2 separate regions of the Arachis hypogaea genome follow, and region 2 is linked to region 1. A link is a contact called in public Hi-C data. All regions are on one chromosome and are shown on one strand. The core of a region is the stretch at or near the end of the contact, and the rest is flanking DNA. Distances in the headings are between cores, read along the strand shown.

Region 1 (4,799 bases), core at 791-3,290:
AATCATAATATATATAGAGTCTTATGATATTCATTTTTTTTACAAAAAATTGGTATAATACATTTTTTTTAATGATATGCGATTATAGTTTAATACAGTTAAAAATAAAAATTAAATTTATAAAAATATAAACAGTATAATTTCTCTTAAATGTTTTGGTCATAACTCTTATATATTGTTATATGTTGTTATTCTTGTTAACTTTTTTCTTAAGCGAAATAAAGCATAATAGCCCCTTTCTTAATATTTATTTTTGCTTAGTTTAAATTATTTGAGTAAGTAATAAGAAAACTAATGATACCAAAGCTTTAAGGTGATGATCCAATTTGATTGCCGCGTTTATTTATAAGGATATACGATGGTGTCCTCTTTATCACACGAAGAATATAAAAATAATACATTGAATTACTCTTTTATTCGTACCTACTTAATCTGATTTAATTTGAGATGAATATCAAATAAAAAATTTTGTATTTATATAAAAAATATTTAACCACTAAATCAAGATCTTTAATTAAAAATTTGATACTTTTATTTTTTATAAGAAAATTAAATTTATTTAATAATATATACATACTAAATTATAATTCCAAGATCTTCTCAAATTATTGGATATTACATTTTTTTTTATGATTCGCGAAATCGTAGATAGAGTCGAATATCCCCAAATTAAGGACGATAATATTAAAATTGACATGTTATAAACATAAGTATAGAGTAAGATTGAATTTTAGTAAAAAATAAATTCACGAGTAGGATTAGAATTAGGTCTAAATCCTATCATATTATATTCATTATCACTTCTATATTGAATGGAGACACACTTTTTTTTTTTATTTTTTATTATTATTACTATCAAAATATATTCTTAATTCTAAATTTTGTGTGAAAAAAAAATAAAGATAAATTAGATTTTTTTTGTTTGTTCTCTCTTATATTTAGTTTATTATTAAATAAAATATAAAAATACTAATTTTTATATTTTTATTTTTTGTGTTATATTTTTAGTATTTTATTTTATCATATTTTTAAAATCAAATGCAACCTAAGTTGCATACAAAAAAAAAAAAGAAAATGAAAAAAATGCTACCAAATTAGTAAAATTTATTATTTTTATCCAACAATTAACTATTAATATTTAAAAGTGTTAGTTAAAAATATAAAATTAGACTAATAAACTAAATATATTGAGTTGCTAGCCAAAAGTACGGATTACTATAAATTAAAAATTACTGACTCTCAAACTTTTGTTTATAAAAAATTATTTTTTAATTTTAAATTAATAAGAGTAATTAAGCATTAAGCTGAAAGAAATTTCAATAGTTTTTTATTTTCGTATTTGTTTTTTTTTTCTTTTTGGAAATTATATGTATTCTCTATAAGAGATGGTTAAAATTGAGTTAATAAGACAACATTATGAGACTAATTTTTTTTAACGGAGTTTTAATATACAAAACTAGAACCATCATACATAAAAGCAATTAGGCATGTATAACTTGAAATATTTTCATTTAATAGGGTTTACGTTGCAAGCAATTATTTTTGTGTCACTTAGAATATAATAATAATTTTTTTGGGGTAAATTATAAATGCCAAGCAAAAATCCAAACAACTTAGATTTAGCTTACTAAAGTTTCTTTAATTTTTTTTAAGATATGTTTGTACTTTCAAAGAAGTATAAATATTTTATTTTATATTTTGTAAATAAAATTTATCCTTTTTTATTGGTCAACAGCAAATAATGCTAGTAAATGATTATTATAACAAAAAAACCATAAATAGTTAAATACATTGAATCAAATATTCGCTTACAAAAATATATTAATATCAATTATATTAGGTATATATTAAAATTAATCATTAAAGTTAATTATTAATATATTAAAAATAAATTAAATAATATTTATATTAATATATAAAATATATAATAATTAATTTTAATGATTAATTTTAATATATAAATAAAATTTTTGTATGAATATTATCACCTACGTAACCAGAGTTACACTATATAACCTCTCCAAGTAAATCTACCATATGTCCGCAGCATACCAAAATAAATAAAATAATAAATAATATAAAAAACTACCATATATCCGTGTGTAACACACTCTCCATTCTCCAAAATCATTTTCCTCTCTCCCGCCTTAATTTCATTCCATTTCCTCACTCATCCACCGTTCAAATCACTTCAAATCTAATGACACCAAATCCAACGGTCACAAAACAGGGTACAACATAACGTTCGTAACTTTCACGTACCCCATCATTCTCTCCCCCGCTATAAAACCGCAAGCCTCGCCGCACTCGAGCTCACATTCTCTCCGTGACTTACACTCCATTTCTCTCTGTGTTCCGGCGAACGCCGCTTTACATTTTTCCGGTGAGGTAACCGGCGGAGTTAGGTTTTTTCCGGCGAGAATGGGAGGGGCTATTCTGTCGGAGCTCGCGACGGAGATAGTGATTCCGGTATGCGCCGTCGTCGGGATCGTGTTCTCACTGGTGCAGTGGTTCCTCGTTTCAAAGGTGAAGCTCACACCGCACGCAACGTCGTCTTCGAGTGGTAACAGCAACAACAACAACAACGGGAAGAACGGTTACGGAGATTACCTGATCGAAGAGGAGGAAGGAATCAACGACCATAGCGTCGTGGTCAAGTGTGCCGACATTCAAAGCGCCATCTCCGAAGGTGAGATCTGAGCTTTTCTTACTTGAGATCTCGTTGTGTCGTCGGTTTATTTTTCTGGCGTGTCGTTTTTGGAGCTGAATCTAACGTTTTGTGTTTTGTTTTTTGTTTTTCTTATTTGTTCGGTTGAGTAGTTGTGTTAGTAAATAGTTATGCTTTCGAAAGGATAAGCTTGTTAGTGCTTGTTTGGATTTAAAGTGTTCGTGTTTCTGTGCCGTTTGCGGTCTTAACGACTGTGTAGATTAAGTTCCCGAATTATTGGAATTGAATGCTACTACTAGATATTATCGTGAATAGTGGATACACAAAGATCTAGCTTTATCTGTTTATCTGAAAGCCTGAAATATAGCTGTTGTCAAAATATCTTAGTGTTTTATCACTTTATGGTTTAATATGAAGTCGTTGTTTTTCTTATTATTAATCTGCTATTATTAGTACATCCGTCCTATTATTATCTAGTGTTAGTGCGGTTATTATTTTTAGTTGTTGTTATTATTATTTTGTAATAAATTAATAATTAATTAATAATCCATCTAGTACTGTTGATATTTTACTGTGGGGTTTTATCATATTACAAATTGTTCTGATTCCAAGAATGATGGAAGCATCCTAAATCGGTATATATCCTGCTGCCTGTATAAATATTATGATTTTGATGAAGAAAGTAATTTGCTTTAAAATAATCAACCTGACTGTGGTGGTTCCTTAATCTAGAATGCTGATACCTAATCACCGCATGGCATGTGATAGACTAATATGGCACATTGCTGATTTGCTTACACATTTAGTGTTGGGACTTGGATGGGTATTTTGGTCTTTGTACTTACAAGCTCTGAATTTGTTTGCAGGTGCCACATCCTTTCTTTTCACTGAATATCAGTATGTGGGAATCTTCATGGTTGCTTTTGCGGTTCTGATCTTCCTTTTCCTGGGTTCTGTGGAAAGCTTCAGCACCAAGAGCCAGGCTTGCACATATGACAAGACTAAGATTTGCAAGCCAGCCCTTGCAACTGCATTGTTCAGTACTGTATCATTCTTGCTCGGTGCTTTGACTTCGGTTCTCTCTGGTTACCTTGGGATGAAAATTGCAACCTATGCCAATGCCAGGACAACCTTGGAAGCAAGAAAGGGAGTTGGGAAGGCTTTTATCACTGCATTCAGGTCTGGTGCAGTGATGGGTTTTCTGCTTGCAGCAAATGGTCTTTTGGTGCTCTACATTGCCATTAATGTCTTTAAGATATATTATGGTGATGATTGGGAAGGTCTTTTTGAGGCTATAACTGGTTATGGCTTGGGTGGATCTTCCATGGCTCTGTTTGGGAGAGTTGGTGGTGGTATCTATACCAAGGCTGCTGATGTTGGTGCTGACCTTGTAGGAAAAGTTGAAAGAAATATCCCTGAGGATGATCCAAGAAACCCTGCTGTAAGTCACATTTCCCCCCTTTCTACTTCCTTTTTCCATTTTCTTCACAGGAAGAATTGATTGAAGAATAATGTAGTTATCTCATCAGTCCTCCCTGTATTTGCTGAAACAATTGATCCATTTTCATGATCTTATCAGGTGATTGCTGACAATGTTGGTGACAATGTTGGAGATATTGCTGGGATGGGCTCTGATCTTTTTGGCTCCTATGCTGAATCATCTTGTGCTGCCCTTGTTGTTGCTTCCATTTCCTCATTTGGAATCGACCATGACTTCACTGCCATGTTGTATCCCCTACTTGTCAGCTCTGTGGGCATTCTCATCTGTTTGATTACTACTCTCTTTGCAACTGATTTCTTTGAGATCAAAGCCGTCAAGGAAATTGAACCAGCATTGAAAAAGCAGCTTATCATTTCTACAGCACTCATGACTGTTGGAATTGCAATTATTAGTTGGCTTGCTCTCCCATCGACCTTCACTATTTTCAACTTTGGAGCTCAGAAAGAAGTTAAGAGCTGGTACGTTAAGTTTGTTTTAATGTTTTTTTATGGGAAAAAATTGTTTGTTGAATTTCTTGGCCTGGTTTTGTATATACATAGTATTGCTTTAGATTATTCCATTAAAACCTCGTGTCTCCGTTTCTTGATTATATTCCCATATTTCATTTATTTTTGTTATCTTGGATTGTTG
Region 2 (4,799 bases), core at 921-3,420, 62 kb before region 1:
AAGATAAATATAAAATATATGCATAAAATAAATAAAACAGATAAAATGGAAGTACTCATGAAAAATAAATAATTATTTTTGTCTCCTTTATTTATTTTAAACATGTATTTTATATTTATATCCTGAATATCTATATAATTTGCTTTTGTATTTAAAAATTTTAATATTAACTATTTTTTATTTAAAATATCATTTTTACATTAATTTTTAAATTGGTATATTGGTCTCTTCTTTAAGATTATACAAAAAATATTTCTCATGAAAATAATTTGTTTAATCATTAATTAAATAATAAAATATTAATAAATTAAAAATTAAAAGAATAAAAATACTATAAAAATTACTTGTAAGAAAGTTGAATTTTATCATTTTAAATTTGTGTTATTAATTTTAACAATTTATATTTTTTTAAAATAATTTATATATGATAAAAGATATGTTTACTTGTTTAGAGTACAAATTTTATTATTATATTTGTATATTTCTGATTTTAATTATACTTTTAAGTACTCTTAATAGATTTATTTTATTATATTATATTATATTTTACATATGAATATATATTCCATATATTATTTTTAATGAAAAAAAATTAATAACCAAACTAACCATTAATTACATTGGTAAGGAATGATCCATGGTAAAAAAAAAAAAAAGAGATTGAGTGAGAGGACATGAGATAGCAATGAAGTCGGTGCTGACTATACTGGAAGTCGGTGCTGACTATACTGGGAAGAACGAAGAAGTTACAAGCCATGGAAATTCAACGACTCGTTAAGGAATGATGCACTGTAGAAAGAGATTGCGTGAGAACGTGCTTCAATTAATGGGGTAGAATTTTAATATTTTAAGAAATTATACAATTACCCATCTCAAATAATAAATTACAAAATAACCCAACTATAGTTAAGTAATGACCAATTAAAATGTGACACATCATGAAGGGTAACTTACATGTTATTTTAGAGGGGGTTGGGTAGAATTCACCATAAAAAAAATATAGGGACCCAATTAAAAATAAAATTTGGTATAAGAATTCAATTAAAAAAAAGTATAAGAGCTCAATTATAAATAAAATTTAGTGTAAAGATTCAATTAAAAAAAATATATAAGAACCTAACTAAAAATTTTGTGAAACTATAGAATTAACAGAATAATTAAACCTATTTAAAACAATATAAAGAATTATAGTCAAATTTGACGATGAACTTTCATACTCATAATTTTCTATTAACTAGATATAATAATAATAATAATAATAATAATAATAATAATAATAATATATGGCTTGGATGATGGCTATTATTGCTTTGGGGACAAGTGTTGTGTCTAAGAAAGAAACATAAAATTAAATCATAGGTGTATAGATTTTATTGGACGAATAATGAATGAAATAAAATTATTCAAGGGATAAGGTCACGCCAAAGATTTATTTTCGTATTTGAATTGCATATGGTTGAATATTACAATATAATATTCTTAATTAATTAGAAGATGATTATTATTTATTTAAGAGCAACTTTGTAAAGATTTTTAAGGTAAAGCCGTGAGCCCCTGAAGGATATGGCGTAAACTGGCATTAATCTTATACTGAAATCTTTGGAGAAACGGGAGCATAGAAAGCAGTGATATCGGGTTAATATAAGATAAAATAAATAAATAAATAAATAAAGCTTACTATATGCATCTATAAAAAGAATTTGCGATTCCTCGCTAAAATTTGACTCCAAAAGCTTATAATTAGAATATAAATATTTATTATTTTAATTAATCTCATATAGATTATTATTACTAGAATTTAATAAATAAAATGACAAATTAATAATCGTGTTAGTGTTTATTTATCTACAAATATAATATAGTATATGATAATATTATTTACTAACAATTCCTTTATGTCATTATTATCTCTATTTAAAAATGGTTGTCATTTTTACTTTTTAAATATATTAAAAAATTAATATATTTATGATTGTCATGGTTATTATTATTATTATTACTATTATTTGGTCTTAAAACAATGTTTTTGGGCTGAAAAAAAATTGAGGTAAAGGCCTAAAGACTAACCAAAATAGCTACAAAGAAAACCAGTTCGTTCACTGTGGTATAGTGCACTCTTTGTCCAACATTTGAGCCCAATAAGTTACCAACATTGGTGGCTATTGATTTAGGCTTACTCACAATTTTGGAAAAAGCTAATTATTTGTTCGAATGTCGCTATGCAATCATTCATTAGTTAACGATAAACTTTTAAATGTAGTTTAAATTCGTAGCAGATTGGTTCTTAGCCTGCCGAATTATAGAATATTATAATAAACAAAAAAGACTATATCTTTTACAAGACAAAATAATTTTTCAGTTTTAAAAATATCTTTTAGATTAAGACTATACTATGAATCTCAGACATACAAACGAATTTATCTTAAACAATTTATTAGTCAGAATAAATAAAAAAAGATAAGTTATAAGTAGGTTTTTATTGTCAAAATGTAATGGTGAATATTTTTAAAATTGGATTACATGTGCACTAAAACAACCTGCATATATTTTAGACTGCATATATTTTACATATATTCTCTAGCCAAGATTTGAGTACAGTACTCCTCTCCACTTTCATATAAGTTGAGTATTTGATGTAATTCATCATGTCTTTATTTTTTTTCTTCTATCAAAATCTTTTCATAGTTAAAACACAGAATCTAAAATATCGATTCTAATTTTGTAACCAATTTAAAAAAAATTTCATAAAAAATATTTTTAAAATAAATAAAAATAAAGATAGAAAAATATAATTTTTTTTAGGTAAACTTACAAAAAATTACAGTCAAAATTTTATTTTTAAAAGATCTTTTTCAAATATATATATGCCGTTATATTTATTGTATTTTTGTCAAACTAAAATCATATTTAAAAAGCAAAAATATCATTTCTTTTATTTAAAAATCATTTTATATATATATAAAACTCAATCTTGTACAAGACCAAATGGCTTCTAGTTTTAGAAGATCCTCTTGGATTAGGATTATACCACGAGTCTTTGACATATAAATGGGTTTATCCTAGATAACCTATTGGTAGAAGTGAAAAAAAAAATTGCTATATTCTAAAGATACTAAAAAATTATACGCAGTCTATTTTTATATTACAAATTCAAATAAGATAAACATAAATTATTAATATGGTATTGTTTTTTAATAAAACAGAAAGAGTACATAAATAATACGTAACATTAACAATATGTCAATATCTAAGGTAATGATTTTATAATGGAATTTATGGATAATAGCCGACAAATATTATTTAATATTTTTAAAATTATAATTTTATCTTATATTAAATGATTTAAAAGTTTTTTGATAATTTTTTTTTCTTTTAGTGATATTTTGAGAAAGGTAAAAAATGAATTGACCAATATCAATATCCTATTAATTTTATTCTCAACATTCTTACTTTATTACAGGACATGGACATTGACATTGACTGGAAGGAAGGCTCAAAAGAAATGAGAGATCAACTTAGGTGTGGTAAAAATTTACGTTTAACATTTTTTACATTAATATAATGAGTGACTTAATAAAAGATAAAATTACAAATTAAATATTTAAAAACTCTTGTAATTTATAAAAAATGGTTTTATTATGGTTGAGTAATTTACTTTTTAAAAATGAAGTTAAATAGATGGTTATTATTAATTATGAAATACACTTAAATAAGCTATATTTAATAAGAATTTTTTTATTATAAATTAAAAAAACTTTTTTTAATAAAAATATAATTTATTCTTATGTACTCTTATGTACTCCTATCTGCTTTGGAGACGATGACTATTGTTTATTGTGAAGCTTAAGAAATTGAGTTAGCTATTTTTTTTAAAATTTGAAAGAAAGTTCGCCGAGGTTAGGCGAACTCTATAAAAAATTATAGAGTTGCGACAAACTTACTTTGAATAAAAAAATTTCATATTTAAGAAATTAAAATTAGAAAATAATATTTTATTTTATTTTATTTTAGTAAAAAATCTTATTTATTAAATACTAAATAATTATTTTAATTTAAATTCTTGTTGGGCTATAACAATTGTCGGTGCTATAAAGGCACGTTTTAATTTAAAAGATAAATTCAATGAAGAAGAAGAAATCATGATCTCCCCACAAGATTTTATTAATAATTTTTTGACTGACGAAGAATATGAGAAAATAAAAGAAGTTCCAGATCCCAAATTAGTTTGTAGATTTTCTATTTCTAAACTTGATGAGACGGGGCTTTTGGAGCGAATACTTATGATATTATTGGACGTGGAAAAATGGCTATGTGACTAAAAGAAGATGTCTATTTATAGAAAAAAACAACCAAATACAATAAGAGAAAGGTATAAATGTAATCAGATATTATTATTAATAGATGATTATTGTTAATTATAAAATACACTTGAATAAGCTATATTTAACAAGAAAATTTTATTATTATAAATTAAAAAAAAAAACATTATTTCCAATAAAAATATAATTTATTTTTATGTACTCTTGTGTATTTTTATGTACTCTAGAGACAATGATAATAGTTACCATTATTTATTGTGAAGTTTAAGAGATTGAATTAGCTATTTCTTTTTTTTTAGAATTTAAAAGGAAGTTCGTCGGGATTAGGCAAACTTTATAAAAATATCAATAAAGAAATATATTTACTACTTTTTCTTGGCCAAAACATGTCTTTCATTATCTCTTACTTAAGTTAAATGTTTTTTTTACCAAAAAAAAAAAGTTAAATAGTTTTTTTAATACCAAAAGAAAAGTTAAATA

What was found. Hi-C and Micro-C count contacts between places; a contact is called where the count stands out from the background.
Region 2: a Hi-C map of an unstated tissue shows a contact between it and region 1, with 5 times the contacts expected there. The contact joins the enhancer-like site here to the promoter of LOC112775929 in region 1. A contact is called at or near these places in 4 of 8 Hi-C or Micro-C datasets (leaf and an unstated tissue).

What each region holds. Positions count from the first base shown.
Region 1 is chr19:1,996,135-2,000,933 of arahy.Tifrunner.gnm2.J5K5, reverse strand. LOC112775929 (pyrophosphate-energized vacuolar membrane proton pump) reads left to right here and starts at 2,040. Exons shown (of 8, transcript XM_025819838.3): 1 at 2,040-2,689; 2 at 3,535-4,109; 3 at 4,248-4,627. The coding sequence starts at 2,422.
Region 2 is chr19:2,058,577-2,063,375 of arahy.Tifrunner.gnm2.J5K5, reverse strand. No RefSeq gene overlaps it. Among protein-coding and RNA genes, the nearest start is that of LOC112775484, 27 kb to the right of the region's middle. Within about 2 kb of position 2,170, at least 1 of the 3 cell types and tissues checked has open chromatin away from gene starts, as enhancers often do.